4 separate regions of the Sus scrofa genome follow, and regions 2, 3 and 4 are each linked to region 1. A link is a contact called in public HiChIP or PLAC-seq and promoter capture Hi-C data. All regions are on one chromosome and are shown on one strand. The core of a region is the stretch at or near the end of the contact, and the rest is flanking DNA. Distances in the headings are between cores, read along the strand shown.

Region 1 (3,198 bases), core at 521-3,020:
ATGTTAAGAGGAAAAGTGTAATTCTCCACTTTTAAATGCTAACATTGTAATAAACAAATTTTTAAGTTAGTCTAGTAGTTAAATATAGCTAATTTAAAAGGCAGTCATTGGAACACAATTCTTGTCTTATAATGGAGTCATAACTTCATGAGTGCAACATCCTTAAAAGCTGCTCTGCTTTATCAGAAATAAGCTGGGGGGTGGGGTGGAGAAAGTTCTCTCATGGCTCAGGGGATTAAGGATCCCCTGTGGTCACTGCAGCGGCTTGGGTCACTGCTGTGGCCCCTGTTTGATCCCTGGCCCAGGAACTACCATATGCTGTAAGCAAGACCAAGAAAAAGAAGCTCCGCATAAAAAAAAAAAAAAAAAAAAAAAAAAAAAAAAAAAAAAAAGGAGTTCCCGTCGTGGCGCAGTGGTTAACGAATCCGACTAGGAACCATGAGGTTGCGGGTTCGGTCCCTGCTCTTGCTCAGTGGGTTAACGATCCGGCGTTACCGTGAGCTGTGGTGTTGGTTGCAGACACGGCTCGGATCCCGCGTTGCTGTGGCTCTGGCCTGGGCCGGTGGCTACAGCTCCGATTAGACCCCTAGCCTGGGAACCTCCATATGCCACGGGAGCAGCCCAAGAAATAGCAAAAAGACAAAAAAAAAAAAAGAAGCTCCGAAGGTATATTCTCAATGCTCAGTTTTAATGTCACAGTTCACAGAATGTAAAAGCTGAATGAAACAACCATTACAAACTTTAGTCGCGATGAACAAACGGAATTTCTTTTGCCATGCAAACAAGGCACACAAACGTGCCTTCAACCAATAACAGCCAGCTTTACATATTTATGGTTGATCAAAAGAGCAGGGCAATTTTAAAGTTGGCTTCTGATTTGGGATAGTGTCCTTTCTCAGGTCCTCTGCCTTCTTCTTGTCTCCTTGTCATGTCCAGACACATCCTTTAGTGAGGGGCCCTTTGGGAGCACTACTGTAGCTCCTGGCCAGGGGTCAGGAGTCCACAGAAGACCTAGGAGATTGGAGGTCTCGGGCCTGAAGGCCACGTGGAGGCTGGTCCCAGTGGATGCTTAGCCCTTCCCTAGATCCAACAACTAAAAGTGGTAAAGAAACCTCCTGATTTTGGGTCTTAGTGCCATAAAAATATCTTCCACTGGCCCTCTGCATCACTTGCCTTGGCAACCATCGAGAAAGAGCGGGCAAATATAATTTCTAAGGGGCCACTGACACTAAAACCACAGCGGATAGAGGCTGCGTCTACCTGAAGAACTGGCAAGAGAGAGTTAGCGGAGGCGACTTGGCTTCCTCTGCGGCGCCCCCTCCATCCAGTATAAAACCCGCGAAGCAGCGGCGACCCGAGTGGTGGGTGGGCAGGTGGGTGCAGGACCGGAGGGAAGCAAGGAATCACGAAGCCTCCTCCGCAGGTACCGCCTCCTCTCTCAACGGCCTCCCCACAGTCATTCTGAATTAGTAAAATAAAGCTCAGGCCAAACAGCCACCCCCAGCCAGCGCGACTGAGCTTTGGTGGGAGCGATACCCGGGAGCGGGGGATGGACGGAAGAAAGGCCATTAGGCCAGAAAGTGGGAGAGCTGACAGTGTCCCCTTGCGCCACTGTTTCCGTGGTGAGGGAAAGACTTAGATCGCCGCGGTTCTAATACAGCATCCTTGTGCAGGACCCGGAGGCGTGGTATGCTCAGCTTTCTCCCGCCCGGGACTCGCTGCACCCCTCCGCTGGACGCTTGGTTGGGCCCGGGGCGGGGCCTGCAGGAGCTCCACGTGCGGCTAGGAGCTGGGTGCTGGGCTTCAGCGGCTCTGCCACCGCCCCCGCTACCTCAGGGCGGAGGGGGGAGGAGCCTCAGGGGGCGGGGCGAGAGGCGTGGGCGGGGGCGGGGCGAGAGGCGTGGGCGTGGGGCGGGGCGGATGTGGAGCGCTAGTCCGGCTACCCTGACCGAGGGGCTGAGAACAGTGGGGCAGGCGCGGCACCGGCAGGAAGGCACGGAGAGCTGACGGGAGTCCGACACCTGGTGCTCCGGACTTTCTCCGAGGTACGAGCGGGAACCCGGCCCCTGGGGTTCCCCCAAACCGCCCCCTAGCCGGGCCACCGCGCCCCGGCCGCTCACTGTGCCCCCTGCCGGCCGGGTGGCGGCGGCGGCGGCTGGACCGGGCTTCGGGAGGGTTTCTGAAAGTCGCGAGCCGCAGCCCAGGCAGTGTCCCCTTCTCTGCGTCTTTCTTCGCCTTCTCCGCGTTCCCTCGCTCCGGGCGTCGGGCACCGGGCGGGAAGGTAGCTTCTCTGCGAGTCGGAGCTCGCCTACGCCGGGGTGGGAGGACGGGGCCCCGGGGCAGCCGAGCCGGCCAGCGAGGGAGGCGCGGAGCTCCGGGGCCGGCTCTGCGGCGAGGGCGGGAGGCCAGCTGGGGCTGCGGGCTGTGCCCCCGGGCTCAGTGCCCGCGCTCGGTGGTCGCCGGCGCCCTGTGTTGGGGGCGCCTGCCCGTCGCGTCCCGTCGCTGTGCCCAGGCTTCGGGTGTAGCCCCTGAGCCGCGAATTCTTGGGTGCCGCGCGGTACCGCCTGTTGTGCGCGCGCCGGCCGGGTTAGCCCGGCTGCGGAAAGGGACCCGAGCGCCGCGTCTTGTCCCACCGTCCCCGTGAGTGCCTAGTCGGGGGAACCAGAAACTGAGCTCGGGCTTGGGGACGCCGGAAGGAGGCCTCGGTGGGTTAGGAGTCGGGGGTGCGGCCTGCAGAATTTGTGTTCGGGGAGGAGCTGGCGACGCGCAGGCCGGACCCCGGGCCATGGAGACCCCCAGCCTCTGCTCGGGGAGGGGCCAGGACTTGTCAGGAATGGACAGTTGAGGGCCACCCGGGTGAGGTCCACAGGGCTTAGAGCAGCACCTCGACTACCGGGACAGTATAACCTACTGGTGAGGGCGTTTTCTTGAAGGCAGGAAGAAATGGAAAGCTGTCAAAATAAGCATATTTTAAAGTTGCAATGAAAGTTGGCAGGTTTTCAGGCCGTGCACTTGCGTAGCTAGTGTCCAAAGAAATATTAGCTCCTTGACACTCTTTTCTTTTGCATTTCTCAGCAAAAATCTGTTTTGCCAGTATCTCCCCTAGGAGTTGTGCATTGCCCTCAGCGGGGAAGGAAAACTTCAGCAAGTGTTGTCGGTTGCTTTTGACTTCAAGCCTGTGCTCTCCAACCTTCTTGA
Region 2 (3,198 bases), core at 433-2,932, 400 kb before region 1:
TGAAGAAAGAGAACAATATTAAAGAATTAAAATGTAAACTTTTGTCTTGAGCAATCAGATGGACCTCAGGGCTATTTATTTATTTATTTATTTATGTCTTTTTGTCCTTTCAGGGCCGCACCCACGGCATATGGAGGTTCCCAGGCTAGGGGTCTAATCGGAGCTGTAGCTACCAGCCTACGCCAGAGCCACAGCAACACTGGATCCAAGCCACATCTGCGACCTACACCACAGCTCACGGCAGCGCCACATCCTTAACCCACTGAGCGAGGCCAGGGATTGAACCTGCAACCTCATGCTTCCTAGTTGGATTTGTTAACTATCCCACTGAGCCATGATGGGAACTCCTATTTTTATTTTTTATTAAAATATAGTTGATTTACAACCTTGAGGCTCTTAATTGAGAAGACCTGAAGAGGGAGAATCGAAACTTTTTTTGATCCTGTTATGTTTAAGCTCCCTATAAGATATCCAAGAGATGTCCAGCAAAGAGTTTAATGTTGTTAAAAAATGGAATCATTTGCTTCCCATGACAGCAAACAGAGATTTAAAGAAGAGGAATCTATACCGATAAAGCCCTTGCCAGTGCCCTTCCCCTCAAAAGTCCTAAAAAATAATCCTTTCTTTTCTCTCGCCAAGAACTCCTTTGCCTCACCCTTCTTCCTATAAAAGCCTTCCATTGTATAACCTCTTGGAGAGCCCTTCTAGTTGCCAGATGGAATGGTGCCTGACTTATGACAAATAGATCTTTAAATTTACTGGGTTGAATTTTGTTGTTGTTGTTTTTAAAACAAGATACAGGTCTGAAGTTCCCAGAAAGGTCAGGGCTGGAAATGACAGTCATATGCTTTTTAAAGCCAGAAGTGAGGTCACCTGGAGAAGTTTGAGATTAAGAGGAGGGGGGCCAGTACAGCATCCAGGGGCCAGTCAATGTCTGGAAATTAGTAGAGGAGAACCAGCCAAGACGTTTCAGAAAGAGCAGCTAGTGAGGAAGGAGGAAAAACAAACAAAAAAACAAATGAGGTACCACATAACCCATTTCAAGGAGGGTGTGGTGACAGAATGCTTGCTGGCAGTCAAGTAAGATGAATGTTAACATGCAAATTACTAATGTCCTAGAAAAGGCCTTTCAGGGAAGGGTGGGGATTGGGAGGAATCAGTCAATTGGATTGAGTTTAGGAGAGAATATGAAGTGAGGAGGTGTAAATGCAATTATTTTCATTTGACTGATTAATACCAAACTCAGTGCACATTTTGATTTGTATTTACAGATGCTTAAGGAAAAAATCTGAAATATCTGTTACAAGCAGCCTCTGTGTCTTGCTCCATTTTGAATTTCTGATCTATCCTCTCTGTAACTACTGCATTAAAAAAAAAACCCAAAACCAAAAAAAGAAAAAAAAAAGAGGGACAACATATACCCTAAAGTGCATAAAGTGCACTAAACTTTCTGACTCATACAAACATCCATTAACTGTCCTACAAAATTTTTCAAAAGGAAAAAAAAAAGAAAACCCTGACAGGCAGTTAGCCGGAAACTGCTTTAGCATAGACTTACCAATCGCCTTAAGTTAGTATAAACGCCAAACTTTTGGCGCCAAAATCCTGCCGCAGACTTTGAAGCTGTTCTCTCCGAAGTCCCACCCCACTTTCTACACCACGCCCTCCGCCTCTCTTCCGACACCATATTCGGGAAAAGCAGAAAGGAAGGGAATGCTTTTTTGTCATGCGCACTAGGGAATAGGCGCGCTCCTTCGCTGCTAAACCAACCCACTGAGACCTGGTCTCGTCATGCGCATTGAGAGTCCTCAAGGCGCGCGCGCGAGCCTCGCCGCGCTCATGCGCACGAGCAGATGAGCTCGCACGGACGGAAGTGAGGAGAGGTTACGCGAAGGTGGGGGCCGCAGCGCTTGCTGTGGGGAGGGCGAGCGGCGGACATGGCGCCCTCCGGGAGTCCTATGGTCCCCTTGGCGGTGTTGCTGCTGTTGCTGTGGGAGGCTCCCTGGACCCACGGGCGGCGGAGCGACGTGCGCATCATCACCGACGAGAACTGGAAAGAGTTGCTGGAAGGAGAGTGGATGATAGAATTGTGAGTGCGGGACGGTGGTCTGGGGGCCCTTCTGTGGGCCGGGGTACTGGATCCTAGTCTGGAGCCCCGACTTCATTCTCCTTCCTCTCCCGAGCGTCCTAGGCTCTTCGGCGCTGCGGCTCCGAGCCGCGGCACGGGAGCCCCCGACTGCTCGGAATCCCCTAACTCTTGGGATCTTCGGCTGCTTTCATCCCACCCCTTCGTTTGCGACCGGGTAATACTTTTAAGTTTTTTTTTCTGAAGTGTGCACCCTAGTTTGGTTGCTAGGGCTGCGGTGTATGTAGAGGCTGCTTTCAGCTTTGAATTCTCTCAACTTTTCTTCAAGGTTTTTGGGGATGGGGAGGTTAGTCTGACTAGTTGCTATACATTGATTTTCTTGTGAGTCTTACAGACTTCCAGAGTTATTTTTACCAAACTGCAGAAGAGGAAATTGAGTTGCAGCCTTTCCTCTCCTTTTGTCTAATTGTCCTTAAAAAGTAGTCCACTTAGAATGTTAGAATTTGAGGTCTTTTTAGTTTATTTTAAATTTTATGAATCGGGCGTGTGTGTGTGTTCGCTTTTCTTTTTGCCCACATCTCATTTTTCCTTTGGGTGTGTGTTTTTGCAAAGTACTGAATGTCCTAGGTTGTTACTCTTATGTCTCTCTAAGTGGTATTGCATTTAAAAAAGAAAATTAATTGTGAGTGATTATAAACTCTTAAAAGAGTGTCAGGTCGTCATTTATTGTTTGAATAAAATCATGTGTCTGGTGATTCCATTATGATCATGTCCCTTATGCATTGGTAGGTAGTAAACTATCTGCCTTTGCTTTAGTCACTAAATTGGTAATGGTGGTGACAGTATTATTGATACTAATGGTATTAGTGATATTAGTGAAAAACACCATTATTGAGTGTTAACTGTGTACTAGACACCTGTAAACACGTCATATGCCTTGTCATACTTAAATTCTTTACAAATTCTACAAGATACTTGTTATTTCCTACACTTTACAGGTAGGAAAAGCTGTACCTAAAAAGCTTTAATTATGTTGATGTTGTAGAACAGCCCCCTTCTTTAACTGGGTTCAGGTGGGTGTTTTCTTCTGTGATTGGGTTGCTAGTTAAGGA
Region 3 (3,198 bases), core at 347-2,846, 350 kb before region 1:
CCTTTCACATATTCAGATCTCCAGCCCTTTTTTCTTTTTATTGTGGTAAAAAGAACCCCAAACAACAACAAACACATAACATAAACTGTATTAAACATTTGTACTTGTCGAGTTCAGTGGTGTTAGGTACACTCTCATTGTTGTGAAACAGAACTCTAGAACTTCCTGACCTTGCAAAACTGAAACTCTGTACCCATAAAATAACCACTCCGCAACCACCTTTCCACTTTCTGTCCCTATGAATTTGACCATCTTAGATACTTCATGTAAAGACCTCTGATTCTTTTAAGCAAATTCTTGTTATTAAAATAATTGGCATAGTTTCTATTTTCCTAATCGGACTATGACATATTTCTGTAAATAGTTCCTTCTTTAAATAATTTTCACTTCAATTCCTTAAATGTGCCCTTGATTCCTGCTGCGATCCCTACTGATACATTATCTTAGAGGGATATTGCTAAAATAACAGTAAAGGTGAAAGCCCCTTTTAAACCAAAAAGTGCTGTGTCTTGTTACTATTAGTACTAGTAGTACCAGTAATATTCCGAATGAAACTTCCTCTGTGGTTTCCCTTGAGGCACCAGCATCCAGAGTAGAAGGATGATAAGCATTAGAAAATGATTATAGTGTCAGGGTTTTGACTGACACTTTGTGGCTCTAACCCTGAAGGTCAGGATGAAAAGCCAGGACAGGAAATCTGTCCCCTTTCTTAAGAGAGGGTGTGGAGAACATAATAGAAATCTCATATTTATATTCACAAGTAAATGTGGGGAAGAAGCCGGAGTGTCTGTGTCCTTAAGTGATACGGAGGCTCTGGCTCCTGTCAAGACAAGGCTCTGATCCCAGACGTCAGTCCCCAGCGATTCAGTGACACTTCAACATCCGGACTTAAAATGAACAATCTGGTTGCTTTTCCAGAGCAGTAAATGACTGGAAAATCCCCAAACACAAGCCAACTCAGCAAAGGCCAGAAACCTCTTGCAGCCATAGCCCTGGCCAGAGATTTCCCTACAGGGTGGGGTTCCCCAGCCTCTTCAAGAGGAGCCCTCCTTTCTGCTCGGGTCGTATGGTAAAAAGAGGCTTCAGCAGGTCTCCCAGGGGCTGGAAAGGAGTGGGGGTGCCTGGGGGTAGGAGGTGTTGTGGGCAAGTCCACTGAGGAGAGTCTCAGCTTCCCTGTGGCTCTGGCTGTCTCCACATTCTGGAGAATACAGGCAATCCCTGCCAGGAAAGAAGGCCTCAAAACACCAAGTCTGAGGGAGATGAATAAGGCATTTCTGGAGCAGCTGTTAATCAAGAAAACCTGGGCAAAAACGGCAGGCTCTTGCTTTCTTCTGAAACTGTTTGCCTGGCTTGGTGTCTTTGTATTTGGATAGGGGTAACCGTGAGAAAAAGTTCATCTATGTGGGTTTTGTGGCTAGATGTTAGTCATACACACGAGTGACTTCTCCAATGCCCAGGAGCTCTGTAAACCCCAAGAAATTATTTGTAAAACCATGTGTGTGCATGGAAAGTTTTCCGGAGCCTGTAAATGTCATCTGATTCACAAAAGGGTCAGTGTCCCCTCCCTGCCTCTCTCCCCATCTCCAAATTGAGAACAGCTCTCAATTATGAGTCACTGGAGGGCAGGACCATGACTTTCATCCTTGAAGCTCCAACAGCATCCTGCCCGATGTGATTTTTGCATAGTCTTTTAATGAGTATTTACTAAATTGAACAGGTAAAAGTAAAAAGTAGACTTCTAACTTCTAAGGAATCCACAATAAATCCTTTTCACCCTGAACATGAGAGACATTTTCCAGGATCTCATTAACAGCTTCTTCTATTTCTGGAGTCTGGAGTTTCCTCTTACAGGAATCCTGACATCAGAGGACACAAGAACTAATGTGGAAGCCTGAGGGCAGGTTCCCCCACCAGCACTCCATGCTTTTGTGTTTTGTACCCTACTTTCATCATTTGGAAAATCATAGTCTCTTCCTGTGTCTATTACTTAATGACATTTTTATGGAGAAGCATAATAAAAATAAGAGGAAGGAATTTTTTTATAAACTAGAAGTCATGGTACCAGCACTGATGGATGACATAGGAGTCAGGTACTCTCACTTCCAGGTTATTAGAGGGGGGGAAAAAGAGACAAATTGAGGTAGGAACAAGAGATGTAGTGAGATACTGTTATTACGATCATTACAAATTGACCAGGCATAGTGTAGGTGATGAGGGAAGAAAGGTAGCTTTGAGTCCCTCACTTCAAGACAGAACAATGGAAATGAATCAGAAGAGTGCAATGAGTCAGAACAGTGAAAAGACTATATTAATTTTTTTAACCACTACCTTCATCTTAGCTGGGATTATTTTCCTCTTAGTTATGACTCCTAGTCTACTAGGGACGTTAAAATGGGGGGACTGTGGTAGGAAATGGGCACCATATTTCATTGATTCTGGAATGCACATTTTCTACGTTCCAGCATCTCTGGGGTTTACTTGGGAGTGTCAGCTATGCTCAGCAGAGATGCCATTGTAAATAGTGCTTCAAACCTGGACATAGTTGTTCATATTGCCATCACTTCGGTTGAATTAAATGCACTGAATTTAGTGCAGCTGTTGGGGTGAGTTCCTATTTGAAAGACCCTCAGAAAGATTACACTATTACTTGGCACTGAAATGAAAAATTTATTGTGTGCAAAATGGTGTGGAAACAGAGCAACAGGGCTTTGATATTGGTGGAGCAGATATACATGGTTGGGGGAATGAACACAAATTCATATGTTTTGCAAAGCAACAACAGAGTGCTTTCTAGAAGCTAAGAGAGGAAGAGCCATCCCTAAAGTAGAAGCAAGTTCTACTAAGCTCCACGATAGGGTTGCCATCACAAGCCCAGCTGAGTGACAGGAGAAAATGCCAATTCTTCCTGAATGAAAGAGACGTCAAAGCAAGGAGAGGCTTGCATGACCGTGGAGCCTGTGGTTAGGGAATTGTATCCTAGTTGAATGGACTGTGTTTTTCCTTAGTACTTAAAGAAAGGTGTGTTTTAGAATCATTTGAAAATAGTACAAATGCAGGCTTATTGCATTTCAGGGAACCACTCTCATTTTACAGAGAAGGAAGAGAGAAGGAGTTCCCTGGTGGTCTAGTGGTTAGGACTCAGTGCTTTCACTGCTGCAGCCCAGGGTCAATCCCTGGTCTGGGAACTGAGATCCCACA
Region 4 (3,198 bases), core at 385-2,884, 260 kb before region 1:
CAAGTGTGAGAGTCATAACGAACAGGCCGAATAGGCCCTTTCTAAATGGATGGGCATGGCTGCTGCTTTGGGGTTCAGTTTGTTATCAATAAACATCACTGTTCATACAACCCATGAACTTGGTGGCAAGGTGAAGAAAGGCACATAGCACCAGGTTGGGACTGCCTGGTGATGAGTCAGAATTGCTCTGTCCCTACCTGTATGCCTGAAATGAATGCAGAGCTATTTGTAGACACAGAGAGGCATGTTGGCACAAGCTGGAAAGGAGCATAAGTCAAGTGGCACTGTCAGGAGCAGAGAGAGCTTTTCCTGTACTCTCAGAAATCCACTTATGATATAAAAAGATTAAGTCTGAGGAAGTACACAATTCTCTGTCTTCCTTGTAACACACCCATTATTCCTCTGGGTTTCAAGCAGATTTCTCAGGCCTAACTCCTAGGAACATTTATTTTAAAGTTTAATTTGATTTAATTTAATTTTCTTGCTTTTCAGGGCTGCACTTGCGGCATACGGAAGTTCCTGGGCTAGGGGTCCAATTGGAGCTTCAGCTGCTGGCCTACACCACAGCCACAGCAACACAGGATCCAAGCAGCGTCTGCAACCTACACCACAGCTCACAGCAACGCTGGATCCTTAGCCCACTGTGCCAGGCCATGGATTAAACCCGCATCCTCATGGATACCAGTTGGGTTTGTCACTGCTGAGCCACGATGTGAACTTCCTAGAAATATCTTTTTAATGGTACCTAGGCATGGTAATAGATTTCAGGTGCCAGGGCCTGGTGGTAAATTTTGCAGCTTTAAGTTCTAACTCCAGCTTTGCCCTATGTCTGAGCCAGTCCTATTATTTCTCACTTCCCCTTTTCCATTTCATTTGTGGGAAGGAACCTGGGTCCCAATTCCATCTCAGCATTTTGGTCACCATGTGTCTTGATTAGCAAGTCTGTAATCTTCCAGGGCTTATTTCCTCAGTTACAAAATAGGGACAATAACATGCTGTATTAGGATGTAAAGTTCCCAGCAAGGAACTTGGCATTCAGAAAGCATATGAGAAATGCAGTAGACCTCAGAATGCAGTAAATAGGAATCTGAACCTCTTAGAACTATGACTTGAAGATTGGTTGACCTTGGGGGTAGTTTTTACATATAGCTGGTATTTGAAAAATTGAAATTTAGCTATAAAATGTATACAGGCCCTATTCATGCTCCAGCTACACACTTCTTCAGCCTCCCCATTCCTACAGTCCTAGCCAGTCACAGAAAGGGAGAGGAACCAAGATCTGTCAAGCACGTACTGTGGATGAGGGATTTTACTTCTATTGTTTCATTTGATTCTTACAGCCTCATAAAGTAAGCATTGTTATTCTCACTGAAGAGTAGAGAAAACAAAGCTCTGAAAAACTAAGAATTAAGAAGATGAAATGCCAGAGATGGAGTTTCTCTGTGGGTCTACTTGATTCCCAAACCTGAATTCCTTCCAGAACCCTGGGTGGACTCCTGAGAGCACATTACCATCCGCAAATACTTGGTGTTGCACTGCAAGAATCCCCTGTAAACAAAACATGGGGATGCAGAGCCAGGGTTTGATCCTTCTGGCCTACTCTCCGAATCTCATTGGATTCTGTGAATAATTAGTGTCCCAGAAACGAGGTCAGTTCTGTTGTTGATGGTCGAGTATAAATCTGTCCTTGGGTGACATTGGAGAAAGATGCTTCTGGCCTATTTTTAAATCAACTCCCTTTCCTGGCAATGTGTTCTAGAATCTCGTAGTCCTTACAGACGTCTTCATTTTGTGTCTCAATCCCCTTCCTGGGGGGGTTAGGGTAGGGGCACCACCACTCCTATAATCACCCAACCCAGACGAGAAGATGATCTTTAACCCCACTATGGGCATCTCTTTTATAGAAAAAAATAGCTCTAGTTCTTTTAGATTTCTCAGAAGACCTATTTTCTTGGCCTTGTAACAATTTTTACATCTCTTTTCTGGACACTTTCCAAACTTTCCTCTACTTGCTTAAGTTACTGAATCCAAAATTGGACACAATTCTAAGAGAACTCTGAGAACAATGAACTAAAGCATAGTCCTATGTTTGCTCTACCTGCTTATCTGGTCCCCACTTATGCTGTAGCACTACTGAGTCATTTTCCTCACTGTGAAGAAATGCCAGCTTTGGGAAAAAAAGTGGGGGAAACCAGGGATTTTTAACAGTGTCTAATATATTGTTACTCCTACAGTACTGGTCAATTCCTATATGGATGTATTTTGGTTCTAAGAGAGAACATAAAAATGAATGATTTTTTCCCCCTACTAATATCAAGAATTTACAGAGGGGGGGGTCAAACAAATGAATCAATAGCACCTTTTGACTATTCTTGGCCCATGCAGAGTAATATCCTCAGTTAATAAAAAGTTGGGGAGGGACCCATAGGAAATAAGCAAATGAGCTAACATAAAAACTTTACAGCACAAGTTGTTTTTAAAGTTTTTTTAAAAAGTACCTAGCTTTCAGATTTTTTTATTTTTAACTTTGGAGGGATTTAAAGGGGAATACTTGGAATAAAGAAAGAAGATGCTTGTTACTTTAAAAAATACTCTCTTACATCTTTTAGCCTCAGGGAAAAATGTTCATAATTTGCTATTTGAAGGTTCGGTATTTGGTTTGGTTAATGACTTTGAGAGTTATTATCATCATTTCACCAAAATTTTGTTTCAGTTCAGTTTGGGGATTAAAAGAACTTTCAGAATACTTATAGGTGATATTTTATAGCATCTTTGATCAGTATTGTTTTCTTTTGGAAATTTATTTTCTAGTTTCATGGAGTCAGTGAAAAAAATCCAATGCTTCAATTTACATAAATTCATTATCTACTAAATTGATCAAAATAAGCTGACAGATCTGGCTACAGATCCTGTCTCCCACATTGATCAGCAGTGTGACCTTGATAAGATGACTAAAACTCTCTGTGGCTTATGTTTTTTTTTTTTGTGAAGATAAATGTACATGGAGTTCTTAAAACAGGCCTGGAACATGTAGTAATAATAATAATGTTCTTGTATTTGTTCAGTTAATTTGAATTCTAATCCATTCCTTCAAACTATTAGTCATCCCACTATTTTAATAATCATGTCATTGATATAAACATAAAATATCAAATTAATAACCCTTAGAAAATCCAGTTAAAATATTGCTTCTTACGA

What was found. Promoter capture Hi-C pulls out the DNA fragments that hold promoters and counts their contacts. HiChIP or PLAC-seq counts read pairs in DNA pulled down with a chosen protein or histone mark.
Region 2: a contact with region 1 is called in a promoter capture Hi-C map of liver, with 4 times the contacts expected there. The contact joins the promoter of TMX1 here to the promoter of FRMD6 in region 1. A contact is called at or near these places in 1 of 5 promoter capture datasets (liver), 1 of 47 Hi-C or Micro-C datasets (embryonic fibroblasts) and 1 of 2 datasets of contacts at active chromatin or transcription factors (skeletal muscle).
Region 3: a contact with region 1 is called in an H3K27ac HiChIP or PLAC-seq map of skeletal muscle, with 14 times the contacts expected there. The contact joins the enhancer-like site here to the promoter of FRMD6 in region 1. A contact is called at or near these places in 1 of 5 promoter capture datasets (liver), 5 of 47 Hi-C or Micro-C datasets (adipocytes, embryonic fibroblasts, epiblast stem cells and 2 more) and 1 of 2 datasets of contacts at active chromatin or transcription factors (skeletal muscle).
Region 4: a contact with region 1 is called in an H3K27ac HiChIP or PLAC-seq map of skeletal muscle, with 6 times the contacts expected there. The contact joins the enhancer-like site here to the promoter of FRMD6 in region 1. A contact is called at or near these places in 2 of 5 promoter capture datasets (fetal skeletal muscle and liver), 7 of 47 Hi-C or Micro-C datasets (embryonic fibroblasts, fetal skeletal muscle, mesenteric adipose tissue and 3 more) and 1 of 2 datasets of contacts at active chromatin or transcription factors (skeletal muscle).

What each region holds. Positions count from the first base shown.
Region 1 is chr1:181,336,634-181,339,831 of Sscrofa11.1, forward strand. FRMD6 (FERM domain-containing protein 6) reads left to right here and starts at 1,771. Exons shown (of 14, transcript XM_021101841.1): 1 at 1,771-2,045.
Region 2 is chr1:180,931,996-180,935,193 of Sscrofa11.1, forward strand. TMX1 (thioredoxin-related transmembrane protein 1) reads left to right here and starts at 1,683. Exons shown (of 8, transcript XM_001928249.4): 1 at 1,683-2,089. The coding sequence starts at 1,938.
Region 3 is chr1:180,989,240-180,992,437 of Sscrofa11.1, forward strand. No RefSeq gene overlaps it. Among named protein-coding and RNA genes, the nearest start is that of TMX1, 57 kb to the left of the region's middle. Within about 2 kb of position 1,597, at least 22 of the 83 cell types and tissues checked have an H3K27ac peak or open chromatin away from gene starts, as enhancers often do. A contact at or near this core is called in embryonic fibroblasts and skeletal muscle, where this site is marked.
Region 4 is chr1:181,076,212-181,079,409 of Sscrofa11.1, forward strand. No RefSeq gene overlaps it. Among named protein-coding and RNA genes, the nearest start is that of TMX1, 140 kb to the left of the region's middle. Within about 2 kb of position 1,635, at least 13 of the 83 cell types and tissues checked have an H3K27ac peak or open chromatin away from gene starts, as enhancers often do. A contact at or near this core is called in skeletal muscle, where this site is marked.